Linked DNA regions of Mus musculus: regions 1, 2 and 4 are each linked to region 3. The links are chromatin contacts, called in public HiChIP or PLAC-seq and promoter capture Hi-C maps. All regions are on one chromosome and are shown on one strand. The core of a region is the stretch at or near the end of the contact, and the rest is flanking DNA. Distances in the headings are between cores, read along the strand shown.

Region 1 (3,333 bases), core at 659-3,158, 260 kb before region 3:
TGGGCCTATCGTTATAACAGGGAAGATGACAAGCCAGACACAGGGGCTGGAGAGATGGCTCCAGCGGTTTGGTTTAGAGCACTGACTGATCTTCCAGAGGTCCTAGGTTCAATTCCCAGCAACCACATGGTGGCTCACAACCATCTGTAATGGGATCAAATATCCTCTTCTGATGTGTCTGAAGATAGTGTACATACATAAAATAAGCAAAACTTTAAAAAGAAAAAAAAGCCAGACTCAGAACTCATATAACAGGGAGCAGAGACAAGAGGATCCCCAGGGCCAGTTCCCTGACCAGTTTATCTGGAGCTCCAGATCCCAGTTGAGTGAGCCTGCCTCAAAAATGAAAATAGAGGGAGGCTGGCAAGATGGCTCAGGAGCAACTTGCTGCTGAGCCTCCTGAGTATAATCCCAGGAAACCAAGTGGAAAGAAAAGGCTCCTTCCTACAAGCATCCTGTCACACACACACACACACACACACACACAACGAGAGTGGTATACACATGTACACACAGTAAGTGAATGCTAGGATAGGGTGAGAACCTTTCTCAAAATAAAGCAAACACAAAAGCAAGGTGCTGTAGATGTGGTTACCATGGAAACTGAGTGTGGCAGGGGGGGCCAGGAGTTCATGGCCGGTCTTGGCTACATAGTGCATCTGAGGTCAGCATGGGCTACGTGACCCCATCCCAGACTAACAAAACACAACAAAGTAAAACCAAGACTCCATTCAGTTGCAGGTTCATCTGGGGTTGTGGGAGAACTCAATAGGTAGGTGAATGTGCAGAAGCATCTATTTATCTACCAGGCTGCTTGGGAAATCTTGGGCTCCCTCACTACATCAAGGCCCAGGATCATTCTGCACATCTTTCCCACCTGAGCTAAAGGCATAAGGACTTAGGAGGCAAGACAACAAACAGAAAACTGCCCAACTGCTCTGCCCCAGATCACAACCCTCCTCTATCCAGAACTCTCTGTGGCTCTCACTTCACTTGGGGTCACAGTCAAAGTCCTTCTGGCCTACAAGGCGTAGGCCCTATAAAATCTATTCCTATTGGTCCCTCTGTGGCCCCAGGGCCTTTGCATTTGCTTCTTTCCTGGATGATGGGCAGATCTCTTCCTTCGCTCCTTTAGGTCTGTGCTTAACTCTACCTGGCCTACCATTGAGACCCTATCCTCCCTTTCCTGTCTTATGCATCCACACCATACCACGGACACATCTATGTTTGTCCCACCAGAGCGAAATCCAAGAATGGGGCAACTTTCTTGTGTCTCCATCAGGGTGGGACCCACAGAGTGGCTTCTCTCACCTAAGGTGGTCAGACAGGTCTCCAGAGGATCGGATACCTGGGATGATTTACCTGGGATGATTTCTAACCTACCCCAGATTTGAGCCTCTCTCACAATCCAGTGTCCATGGAAGGGGATCCCCCAGCATCTGTTGCCTGTCCCTCCCCTGTCTGCCCACCAGCTGGTTCAGTCCCCAGCCCCCTCGGCCCCCTCCCACGCCCAGCCGGTGCTGGGAGAGGCTGGGGCAGGAGACTGAGGGGCTATCCCCAGCTGTCCCCAGCTCCAGACAGCTGGGTCCCGGGACCCTGGGCGGGGGAGGGGTGCGAATTTCCCCAGGCTGGTGAAGGGAAGGACGGCAAGAGGGTCCGAATGCAGCCTAGCACTCTCGGAGCCCGGCCCGCACGGACCCGGGATGCGCTTCCTCCTCCGGGAAGTCCTCGGGGAGCCCGGCACGCCCCCGCTGCCCGCCATCTCCAGCACTCGCCCGTCCCGCCCAGAGTGGCCGTGACCGCGGCCGCTCTCACTACCTGTTGATCTTGTGAGCGAAGGCGCGGCGCTCCGAGGCCGCCATGACGCCCCGCGTCCCGCCGCAGCCTCCCGAGTCTGGGCAGCCGGGCTGGGCGGAGCAGGCGCGCGGGAGAGGCGGGGCCTGTGCTGATGGGGCGGGGCCTGCACTTCGACCCGCCCCAGCCGCGGAACCAAGACGGGAATGACGCGGGGTCTTCTCGGGGCGTGGTGGCGAGGCCGGGCCAACTCTAGGATGGGGAGGAGCCTTCTCTGGAGGGGGCGGGGCTTTCCCTAGATAGGGCGGAGCCTTTTCTGGGATGCCGTGGGGCCAGCATTGAGAGTGGGACAGAAATACTGGGGATGGGGAGGAGACAGCGCTGACAGGAGGATGGAGCAGGCTGTGATCTGGGATGTCGCTGCTCTAGGATAGGGACCGGGACAAGGCTGGAGAGATGAGGATCTTTGTGGGCGTGGCTTATGAGGGACGGTCCTTGATGGGCGGGACGTTGTGAGTGGCTCATCTCTGCGATGGGCTAGGGAGCTGGGGACCAGGCAGAGCAGGGCATGGGGTGGGTGTGGAGCAGGGGCAGGGCATGGAAGGGAGTGTTCCCCTCCCACTGGGGTCAAGATGGGGAAACTGAGTCTTCTGTTGGGCTGGGAAGAAAAAATACGGAACATCAAAACCTGTTAGGTCAGCCGGGCAGTGGTGGCTCATGCCTTTAATCCCAGCACTTAGGAGGCAGAGGCAGGCTAATTTCTGAGTTCGAGGCCAGCCTGGTCTACAGAGTGAGTTCCAAGACAGCCAGGGCTACACAGAGAAACCCTGTCTCGAAAAAACAACACAAAACAAAACAAACAAACAAACAAAAAAGTTAGGTCCTCACTAGTCCCGGAGGCACGCTGCCTAAAAAACAACATCAATGTCACACAATAATTACTAAGGTTTTGTTTATAGTCGCTCAATGGACATAGGTGGGAAGAACTGTTGTTTTCCACTACTGACAAGTGGGTTAACTGAAGCCTAGCAGTGTGGAGGCTTTTACATAGTAGGCCTCAAAAGGTGCTCAAGGGACTTCCTGCCAGTCTCTGGGTTGCAGTAGAGAGGTGGATGAGTCCAGCTAAGCTCAGGGGTGTCACTCTAGGAGGTGTGACTCAGAAAGCCAGTATCGATACCTGAGCGAGCCAGTCCGGAAGTTTCTGATTACCTGAAGTTGTAGGATGTCTTCATTAATTTGTGGCCTTAAATATCTTCCCAACAGCTCCTTTCCCAATAACAGTTTCCTAGAATTTTTTCAGTCCTGGCTCATCTTTGGATATGCCAATTGTCTGCTGCCTCCACACCTTCTCCTGAGTAGCTTCAGCCCTCTGAGCAGTCACGGTCAAAACAGTCTTGGTAGGGTAGGCAGCTGTGCAGCACAGGACATGTCTGCCTCAGAGCTTTTTTGAGTGCTGCTCGTTATCCCACCTATGGATGGATGCTAGCAGGAGCCCCATCTACAGAGGATGAAATTGGAGCCAGAGGGCAGGGTGACTTG
Region 2 (3,373 bases), core at 306-2,805, 290 kb after region 3:
TGATTCCAGTTTTCTTTCTTGATTGAAATGAACCTTGTCTTGGGATTAGGACAGAATTTCCAACATTCTGAAAATCACTAAGCATACTTCTGTGAGTTTATCCTGTGAGCTTATGTAAAATGGTACTCTCAGCATTGACAACTATAAAAGTGAAAGAGAAAAATCACCTCTGAAAAATGTGGAAGATGCAGGCTGGTGAGATGGCTCAGCAGTAAAGGCACCTACCACCAAGCTGACGACCTGAGTTCCATTCCCAGAACCCATTTGGTGGAAGGAGAGAACTGACTCCTGCAAGTTGTCCTCTGACCTCCACACATAAATCAAGGCATACAAGTGCTTACACACACACACACACACACACACACACACACACGCACAGAACTGTGTTGAAGATACTCTGTGCCCTGCATTATTAAATATTCAGCTGAGATTATTTATGTAAAAATAAACAAGCACATCCATCTCAGTGTGAAATTAGCTTTCATATTCTAAAATGGTAAAATTCTATATATACAAATAATAGATTTAAAGTAAATTTATGATTTAATTATTCACTATCAACTTCTCCCTCTCAAAACCCCTTTATGCAACCTCAGATATATACATAATATAATATAGATATAATATAGGGTGGCTTCAAGCTTATAGAGGAATTGGAACATCTTGATCCTCCTGCTTCTACCTCCTGAATGCTGGAATTAGAGATGTGTACCACCAGGCCAGGTTTGTATAGTACTGGGGATTAAATTCAGGGGTCTCTGAATGCTAAAGAGAGCCCTTCACCATCTGAGCTACACCCACAGTCTGTTTCCTTTTTCAATTCAGTTTAAAAAAAATTGTGTGTATTTCATGAGTGTTTGCGAGTATGGGCCTGGGGAGAGCCAGAGGGATGGGGTGCTCTCGAAGTGGAGTTACATGTAGTTGTGAGCTGCCATGAGGAAACAAACCCAAGTCCTCTGTAAAGTAGTCAGTGTTCTTAACTGCTGAGCCATTTCTCCAGATCTCCTTTTTAAATTAAATATTGCATTTATTTATTTTATTCTTTTTTTTTTTTTAGACATTCTTGTATAGTCAAGATGGTCTCAAAATTCACTATATAGCAATGATGGTCTTGAACCCCTGATCATCTTTGCTGCACATCTCAAGTGTTTGGATAACAGGAGTGTGCCACCATACCTGGCCATTTTTTTCTTCTAAAATCGCCCTATTTATTTCATACCATGTAAATTAGCTGGAAGGTCAGGGGTCTGAATTTGCTCTGGTCAACTAAAACTCAGAATTATTACACCATTTCTATTTCCCTCTACCATCATGAAATGAAGCCCTTTGAGCCTCATACAGATCCCGACCTCCCCACACAAACACCCCAGCCTCTGCGGACCAGCTCCTTGCACGGGTCCGCGTTGTGCACGCTGGGAGTTGTAGTTCGCTTCCCTTCTCTCCCTACGAGCAGGGTGTCAGTCGCAGGAGCGCCTCCAGCGGCGAGCATGTTTGGTGGCGTGGAGTGCGGGAAGAAGGCAGGATCGTCTCCTAGCAACGGGGTTGCAGCGACGTCACCGTGGCGGGTTCTTAGCTCTGAGACTAGGTGGAACCGCCAGAGCGCTTTCCAGCCTCTGGGTAAGACGTGGTCCTCCACCTTGCGCTGCCAGTCCTGCCCCATCTGGTCTCGAGCTGCCTTACGGGAGTTTTCGTCGGTGCGGCCCGCCGGCCTTGGCCTTGGCCTTGGCGGGACGATGCTGGAGTCTATTCGCGTAACGGGTGAGTGTAGGCACTGCTGGCCCAAGTGGCGCGGCTGCAGCGGGTGGAGACCGTTGGGTCTGGGACTCGGAAGACCAGGTGCAGTCGCACAGCCCTAGCCCAGCAGAGGTGAGGGGCAAGAGCTGTGCAATCTAGAGAGTGTAGAGTCCAATACGATTCCAGAGCATTTTAGGTGTGTAGTAAGGTGTTATATTTTCTAGAATGTTCAGAAAAAAAAAAAATCAGCTGTGAAAACACATCTCTACATTTCAGTGTATGTTGTGTATTTTTGTTTGCATTTATTAGCAAACATTTTGAATTGATGTTATTAATAAGAGCAGGTGTTTAGATCCAAGGTTGGAAAGTTTGTCTTTCATTTTTGAATAGATATGCATATTAGCCCTATTTAAATCTTTAATAATATTAAACAGTTCCAGAGTCATTTTCCTAGCATTTGATTCTGCATGAAAACATTTCTGCAGGACAGATACCAAAACAACGGAATAAAGGGAAATAGCTAATTCCCACAGTAGAGTCAAAAATAAGCCTAGAACTTTTAGCTTCAGGCTATTGCAGTACCCAGTAGACCAATTTTCCAAATTAGTTGTTTTGAACCCCTGACCCTCCTGCCTCAGTCTCCCCAGTGCTAAGATATGGACATCAATAGCTAAAACCATTCTTTAAGTTAGCATACAAAGTAAGAGGTTTCATTATGGTACTTTGAAACTCCTTTCATTATATGTTATTGCAGAACTTTTTAAACTGAAAAACTAAATTATTTTTAAGTGAAACTACTTTCTCATCTTAATTTTTTTACACTGTTTGCTGTTCAGTGTTATAAAACACAGAACCTACTGTTGTGCGATTGCGATAACCTACAGACTATTCCACTGTTATGTTGACAGGAGACATGCAGTTATAAAAGCCAAGATCTTAGAGGCCACTTAAATTGGCATTAGGCTTTTTAAAATTGTGATTTGATGTAGATATAACTCTTTCACCTTAAAACACATTATCAGAGGCAGACGCAGGTGAGCTTAGTCAGCCTGGTCTACAGAAGTTCCAGACCAGCCACTGATACCCTGTCTCTAAAAACAAACAAACAAAACTCCCAAAACAATACAATGTCAAAACGTTGCTTTAAAACATCAAGCCTGGCAGAAGAGTGGCAAATATGAGGATGACTCAGTGGTCCGTGTGCATGCAGCTGCGTAGTCGGGCTGATGGGATACTTGCTTACTAGAGACCAGGATCGAACAGGAGATGCCAGAAAGAAATGCATTCTTATGTACACTAACAAAGGTAATGAAAACTTCCGGTCCGTTTTATGATATAGAACAAGGCCTCTCAGCCACAGCAGTTTAATATTGAAGGAGTTAATTCTTTATTGTGAGCGACTGTTTTAACACACAGAGAATTGTGACAACCAAAAATGCCCTGTGGGTGGCAAAATACTCTCCCTATCATCCAGTTAAAATCATTGCCTGCAAGACAATAGATTCTGTTGCCACGTGAGTCACTGGGTTTAGAAACTACACCAATTAAAATTATTTTCCCCCAAACTGAAAGTCATTGTGGTGAGAGAATGATTAAAATATTAGTATGGCATATGATTAAAATATAGTATTAGGAAACA
Region 3 (3,616 bases), core at 48-2,547:
AAATCTTTAATATATCTGTACTAATAGTTACAGATGACAGGCTCCTGAGAAAACTTGTAACTGGATGAATCCTATTTCTACGAGGCTATTAGAGCGAAATACAAATCTCTGAGCTGGGGCTACTTTGGGTGAAAGAGATCAGGAAAGACCTTCTCTTCTGGAGTCATTCCAGATGACAAAAGGCAGCTTTGATGACAAGACAGCCAGGAAGAGTCTGAGCCAGATGAAGGGTTTTCTCGTCGTTTTACTTCAGAACGAATGGCTGAAGCTCCCGGAGCAACGGAGACAAAAGTGTGAGACACACAAAAGGAAAGGCCAAACCCTCACGGTGAAGCGTTGCCTGGTGCCGAGCCCAGCTGTCAACTGTCTAGGTGGATGTGTTTGCATCCCCTCCCATCTGGCCCTGGCAACCAGCTAGCTACAACGGAATCGCAGGCGGGGCAGGCGGGGCATCTTAGTCGATCCTGTCTCAGCTGCTATGGGCACTGCTGCCAAGCCAGAAAAGCTGAATTTGGAACCCTAACCCACGTAAAGGTGGAAAGCGAGGATGTATTTCCCAAGTTGTCCATTAACTTCTGTACACATTCTACTACACATATAGGGAAAAATGTAGGACAAAAGATTTCTAACACTTTCAAAATAGGGCAAGGGAGATGGCTTGGCAGGTGAAGTTGTTGGCTGCCTCTCTCTCTCTCTCTCTCTCTCTCTCTCCCGCGCGCGCACACACACACAGCATCCAAAACAAACTCACGATCACCTTAAAACTCCTCAAAGCTCCTCCGGCGTCTGCCACCCTGCCCATCAATCTCTGAGGAAGGATTTCACTTGGTCACTGCTGTATCCCCAGGACGCACAGTGCTTGGTATACCTTAGGCACTTAATAACTACTTGTTGAACAAATCAGTGAATTGCCCGGAATCTGTCTCTGTGGGGCCCCAGAATCCCACCGGCAAACCGCAGCCTGCGAACGAGCCATGGTGTCCCGAGGCGACCGGGACGGCGGGAAGGGATCTGGGCAGAGCGACGGCGTCCGCCTCACCCAGGTTTCGGTGGCGCCGCCCGCTCGCCCAGCTGCAGGGATCCAGGGGTCAGGCTCCCCACGAGGCCGTCCTCAAAGCCATGCCCCGGCCTCAGCTCTACGCCCTGCGGGTGATCTAGAGAAGAGCGCCGGTCCGCCCGGCCCAACGCCCGCCCGCGAGACCCTACACTTACTTGTACCAGCCCTGCCTCTCAGCCAAGGCCGCTTCACCCAGGAGACGCTAACTTCCGGCCCCTAACGGAAACGGAAATATCGCTTTGGGTTTCCCGCCCACTCCTTAACCAATTAAATGCGCGTGTAGACCCCGCCTCCAACTACCTGGCTCCGCGCAATTGTTACAGCGCATGCGCCACAGTCCTGCTCAATCACAAGCAAAATCCTAGGGGTGTTCGTGATCGCGAGGAGCGGTGGCTCCACCTGTACTCATCCTGGTTAAGGTCCTCACCTGTAATCATCTTCCTGGATTCGTCTCACTTGTCTTACCTCCTTGAAACCCTAGATTTTCCCTACCCTCCATGCTCACTCCAATATCCTAGCCCTAGAAGAGACGAGTTGGGAGAGGGAGGGGATCAGCGGGATTGTGAGACAGGAGAACGGGTAAGGGGGTTTAATGGTCAAAATACATTGTACTAGTCAGAGTTCTCTACAGTCACAGAACTTATGGAATGTCTCTATATTGAGGGGATTTATTGTGATGACTTAACAGTCTGTAGTCCAACTACCCGAACGATGGTCAGCTGTGAATGGGAAGTCCAAGAATCTAGTAGTTCGTCGCTCAGTCCCACGAGGCCAGTTGGTTTAGCTGGTAAAGAAATAGAAATAGGTTCCAACAGACGTACTGGCAAGTAAATGCAAGCAGGCGAAGAAAAGTGAGCCTTCCTTCTTCCAGGGTCCTTATATGGGCCTCCAGCACGCTTGTCAGGTAAGCTTGAAGACAGGAGCTTGAATCCCTAGCATCTACAGAAAAGCCAGGTAGGCTTGGTTACCCGCCTGTAATCCAAGCCTGCAGGAGACAGGATCCCCAGGGCACGGTGACTAGCCAGATGAGGTGAGTTCTGGGTTCAAGAGACACTGCGTTACATCAATATGTAAGATGGAGAGATGTGAGGGTCTGGCTTTCACATGCAGACCCTCACAAATATACCTGCTGAGTACATACTTCTTTTCTTAATTAAAGGCTCTGACCAGCAAGATGGCTCAGCGGGTAAAGGCAATTCTTAACACACACACACACACACACACACACACACACACACACACACGGAAAGTGCTTAGCTGTGTCACACGTTGTTACGCATGCTTTAAAGAGAATGCCCTATAGGGGGCAGTGCCATCCTTGGAACTGCCTTTTCTGAAGACCATTTCTGGTTGGCAGCATCTACTCACACAGGAGTGTAGTGGTTCAGGACTTAAATCCCAGTACTCAGAAGGCAGAAACAAGATCTGTGCTAGTTCTTAACCAGCCTGGGCTAATGTGAATAATTCAAAGCTAACCTTGGCAACAGTGGGAGGCTCACAAAAACAAAACAAAACCACAAATGCACGTGGGATAAGTCTATGCATGTTACCCTGTAGCTTGCCGACTTGATGAAATATCTTGCCTGCAGCGTGAGAGAAGACGAGTTTCTTCTGGCTCACAATTCAAGGGCATGGTCTGCGGCGACGTGGAAGACTGGCAGCAGGGGCTTGGGGCAGCCAATCACAGGGTTTCTCTCTATAGCCCATTCTGACAATGAAATCCTTCTATCTCAGCCTCCTGAGCTGGGATTACAGGTGTGTTCAACCATGCCGTGCTTTTGACTCCTAACCACAAGGACTTGGCCAGCCATCATGCCTCGTATCAAAATAAATAAAATCACAGAATTAAAATAAACAATCCGATGTCTTAGCCTGGCTTGTTGTAAGTCGTCATGCCAGCCTCTGTGGAGGCTGAAGCAAGAGGCTAAACAGATCAAGGTCAGCCTGGGCAACTTAGCTCCAGCCCCCAAAACTTAAAAAAAAAATCAAAGATAGGCATGGTAAATCGACCCTTTAATTTCTACACTCAGGATTGGGAAACGAGAAATCTGCATACACCAGAGACCAGCCTAACTTCACAGTGGTCTCCAGAAAAACCCAAGCTATACGGTGAATTCTTGTTTCAAAAAGCCAACCGTGGGGTGGAGAGACAGCTCACAAGGTAACCATGATTGCCCTGCAAGCTAGGTGACTCGAGTTCAATACCCAGAGTCCATGGTGGAAGAAGAAAAACCAGTCCCTCCAAGTAGTTCTCTGGCTTCCATGTGTGTGTCATGATATATGTGCACATACACACACACACACACACACACCAGTAGTAATAAACTGGGTGTGGTAGCACACAGCACCAAGGAAGCAGAGGCAGGCAGAGCTCTGTGAGTCTGAGGCCAGGCTGGTTTACATGGTGAGACCGTATCTAAGAAAAAGCACCCAGGGACTGTGGATTGCGTGGTCGAGTGTTTGCTTAGCATGCACAGGGCCCTGGGTTTCACTTCAAGTGCAGGGGACAAACAACATTGATCTCAAAACCAGCAAGTGGTAGCTACTGTCACCTCAGCT
Region 4 (3,231 bases), core at 78-2,577, 320 kb before region 3:
GGAGCCTCAGAACCTCCAAGGACAGGAAGTTAGTCCAAAATATTTTCTGAGGACTTAAGAGAGACACAGAAGTAGGGAGCAGAATTGGGGTAGCCTGGGCTAGGGGCACTGAGGTGGAATGAATAATGAATAATTACCACACCGTTTTGTTTGGTTATTTAAGGCAGTTTCCTGTAGCCCAGGCTGGCCTCAAACTCACTATGTGGCTGGGGATGACCCTGAAATCCTGATCCTCCAGCCTGCACCTCATAAGTGCTGGCGTGGCTGGCTACACCACACCACACCATACATTCTGGGGTGGAACCCCCGGTTTCATACATGCTAGGCCCACGTTCTCCATCCCCAGCCATGCTTATGTTTTTGGAAAAAGATCTTGCAAGCTGAGTGTAGCCTCACATGCCTTTAATCCCAGCACTTGGGAGGCGGAGGCAGGCAGATCTCTGACTTGAACCTAAAACGGGGCAGATTCGCCCAAAGCACCCCTAGACCCTATACATCTTACTCTCCAGATGGAGCGATGGAGGTCTACGGGTCTCGTTATCTAACCTCAGGCTGGTAACTCCGTGGCGGGAGTCGGAGGAGGCCCCTCTCTCCACAAGATCCCGGGATGAGAGAGGCGGAAGGAGGCTGGAAGAATCAACAGGTGGGAGTTTCCAGGAAAGGGCCACAGGGTCTCCCCAGAGTGCACCCCCCCCCACCACCAGCCTGGGTGAATCTGGGATCTGGGGGTTTTCCTGCCGCGCTCCCTCCGCCCCTAAAGTTGGGGGTGAGGAGGACCCCGCCCCGGGCGGGGAGGGGGCGGGGCCTGCGGGGTCCCAGTCTAATGGCAAACATCTGCTGATCCCCACACCCGCCCAGCAGCCAGGCCCAGCCCGGCCGGACGCCCGGATGCCTTCCCGCCGCTGAGGGGCCTGGTCCGGCCACCCGGAGCTGCGAGAGCGGGGACCTGGGAAGGTTAGGGGACAGAGCTAGACGAGAGTGGCGGAGCAGAGGAAGAGAGGCAGGGAATGATAAAGGCATAGAGGTGGGCTAGGGGCAAGGGAAGCAGGGCCCAGGTCAGGGCTGGGGAGGGGAGAGGAGCGCGGGGACCCAGACGCTCCGGTTTGCAAAGTTTGGGCGCAGATGTTAAGACTTGAGAGGGACCAGCTAAGAGAGAGTGTGCGAGCTTGTAGCCTCGGGTTGGAGGTGGGTTAGAAATCCTGATAGTGCCCCTAGAGTAGCCCGGACCCCACGCCACCCCGATCAGCCCTCCGTCCCACTCGCCTGGCACGCTCGAGCCTCCGCCGTCCCAGGCGTCCTGCCCGCTCCGCCTCAGTCGCCGCAAGCTTGCGGAGCCAGCGCGGTAGCCACGCCCCCACCAGAAAGCCACGCCCCTCCAGTCTCCCGGGCGCCTCGGCCGCGGGGCCTGGGGGCGAAGTTGAAGGGTGGTCGTGGGGGTGCACGCGCTCTCGCTGCGGCCTGAGCACGTCCTAGGGTCTCAGTCGGCTCCTGGCCACCAGCCCTCCGGACAGGGTCCCCGCTTCTCCAAGCCTGGTGCCCGCCCTTCGCAGCTGGACGCTGCAGGGGGCGGAGCTGGCCGCAGCCCAGCTCGAGGGCGGGTGCGGTAGCGGCGACTGGAGGTCACCCCTCCCCCGTTGGCCGCCAGCAGCTGGAAGTCTTCCAGCTGCAGGCCGGGTGCACCATGGCGTGACCGCCGACCCAAACTCTAAGATTGCAGCACCCACACCCCAATCTCCTGAAATTGAAGTTGTGCCTCAGTTTCCCCATCAGCAAAATGGGGTCAATCACATGACCCATCTGTTAAGTGTGTTCAGAAAATTCCCTTCATACTACTCTTGGGCTGACACAAATCACAGGGCGTGGTTTATTGATTTTGTGAGGTTGGGGATGGACCCCAGGACTCTGAATGCTAATCACTCTGCCTCTAAACTACACCCTAGTCCAGAGATGAACTTCTGTTTGCACTGGACTTTCTGAAGCCACTCTCACAGCGGGACTGCACACCTGTAGTCCCAGCACATGAAAGATGTGGAGCCAGGGCGATCAAGTACTAGAGAGGTCACCTTCTACTCCAGTAATTCTGAGCCAGGAGAGACTGTCTCAAAATAAACAAACTAAAGACAAAACAACAGGAAAGAAAGAAAGGAAGAAAGAAAGAAAGAGAGAGGAAGGGAAGGGGAGGAAAGAGGAAAAATATAGCTTCCTGGAAGCCTCTGCTTAGCACACGTGACAGGTGGATGTCTCAGTGGGTAAACTGCCTGCCGGTGTGAACTAGGATCTGAGTTCGAACTCCAGCATCTACATAAGAGTTGGGCCCACAAGTTTACCTGTAAGCCGAATTCTGGGGGCTGGGCAGATCTCTATGGCTGGGGCTTACCAGCCAGTGAACCTAGCTGCATCTATGAACTCCAGGTTCAATGAGACCTGTCTCAAAAAATAAGTGGATGACCAAGGGGAGGCTCGTCAGATGTCAAGACGAAGGTGCCTGCTGCAAGCCTGAAAGCTCAATGCCTGCGATCTATACAGTGGAAGGGGAGAACTGAGTTCTGCAAACTGTCCTCTGACTCCACATGTGTGTCATGGCACCCATGCACCCACAAACATACAGACAGACAGAAAGAGAGAAAGAGGAGAAAAAAATACAATTAAAAATGATAAACCATTTAATCCCAGCACTTAGTAGAAAAGGCTGAGGCTGAGGTGGATGGGTCTTTGTGAGTTCAAGGCCAGGCTGGGAAGCAAAGTAAACACAAAACAAAAAGTGGAGAGACTGAGGAATACTCGTACATCACACGCTTGCACACGCAAACCCTCACCACAGGTGGACACACGTGACCTCGCACACAGGAAACACTCTTTCCCATGGCCATGTTACAATGTGAGTGTGTTCTCTTCTCCCACTGAATGAACGTCACTGCCCCCAGGGCAGGGGCCATGTCAACTGTCAGCACACCACACAGGTTGTATATAAAACTCACTTTAAATTAAAAACAAACAAAAACAAAATTTAGAATCCATCAGTGCAGACAGACAGGGGGCTCATCTCCTAGGACTTCGACTCGGGGCAGCTATAACTCCAGAAAGGCACAGGCAGCTGAGGTGTGGGTGCTGGTCTTCTGGGTGTGGCTCTTAGCCTTGTCAGAGGTCAGCCTTCCTGAAACTTGATCTGTTCATGGAGCTCCTGGGGGCAGAAGGCAGGTTAGCAGGCCCCAGGACCCCAGCTCCACAGTC

The links. Promoter capture Hi-C pulls out the DNA fragments that hold promoters and counts their contacts. HiChIP or PLAC-seq counts read pairs in DNA pulled down with a chosen protein or histone mark.
Region 1: an H3K4me3 HiChIP or PLAC-seq map of embryonic stem cells shows a contact between it and region 3, with 6 times the contacts expected there. The contact joins the promoter of Dock6 here to the promoter of Elof1 in region 3. A contact is called at or near these places in 3 of 39 promoter capture datasets (liver, second pharyngeal arch cranial neural crest and stem cell-derived epiblast-like cells), 2 of 484 Hi-C or Micro-C datasets (embryonic stem cells and muscle stem cells), 8 of 115 datasets of contacts at active chromatin or transcription factors (astrocytes, craniofacial prominence, double positive thymocytes and 4 more) and 2 of 9 other capture datasets (embryonic stem cells and pancreatic islet).
Region 2: a contact with region 3 is called in an H3K4me3 HiChIP or PLAC-seq map of bone marrow-derived macrophages, with 4 times the contacts expected there. The contact joins the promoter of 9530077C05Rik here to the promoter of Elof1 in region 3. A contact is called at or near these places in 1 of 39 promoter capture datasets (the 3T3-L1 cell line), 1 of 15 datasets of contacts at CTCF or cohesin (the NIH/3T3 cell line), 1 of 484 Hi-C or Micro-C datasets (CD4 T cells), 6 of 115 datasets of contacts at active chromatin or transcription factors (the 230-238 cell line, the NIH/3T3 cell line, astrocytes and 3 more) and 2 of 9 other capture datasets (adipose tissue and liver).
Region 4: a contact with region 3 is called in a promoter capture Hi-C map of neural stem cells. The contact joins the promoter of Kank2 here to the promoter of Elof1 in region 3. A contact is called at or near these places in 3 of 39 promoter capture datasets (hippocampal neurons, liver and neural stem cells), 5 of 115 datasets of contacts at active chromatin or transcription factors (bone marrow-derived macrophages, cardiomyocytes, embryonic forebrain and 1 more) and 3 of 9 other capture datasets (adipose tissue, embryonic stem cells and pancreatic islet).

What each region holds. Positions count from the first base shown.
Region 1 is chr9:21,850,727-21,854,059 of GRCm38.p6, forward strand. It overlaps Dock6 (dedicator of cytokinesis 6), which reads right to left and starts at 1,909. Exons shown (of 50, transcript NM_177030.3): 1 at 1,819-1,909. The coding sequence starts at 1,862.
Region 2 is chr9:22,409,992-22,413,364 of GRCm38.p6, forward strand. 9530077C05Rik (RIKEN cDNA 9530077C05 gene) reads left to right here and starts at 1,556. Exons shown (of 7, transcript NM_026739.3): 1 at 1,556-1,758. The coding sequence starts at 1,734.
Region 3 is chr9:22,115,898-22,119,513 of GRCm38.p6, forward strand. It overlaps Elof1 (ELF1 homolog, elongation factor 1), which reads right to left and starts at 1,298. Exons shown (of 3, transcript NM_001357311.1): 1 at 1,213-1,298.
Region 4 is chr9:21,797,219-21,800,449 of GRCm38.p6, forward strand. Kank2 (KN motif and ankyrin repeat domains 2) reads right to left here and starts at 1,328. Exons shown (of 12, transcript NM_145611.4): 1 at 1,264-1,328. It overlaps Dock6 (dedicator of cytokinesis 6), which reads right to left. Exons shown (of 50, transcript NM_177030.3): 50 at 2,962-3,181. The coding sequence ends at 3,139.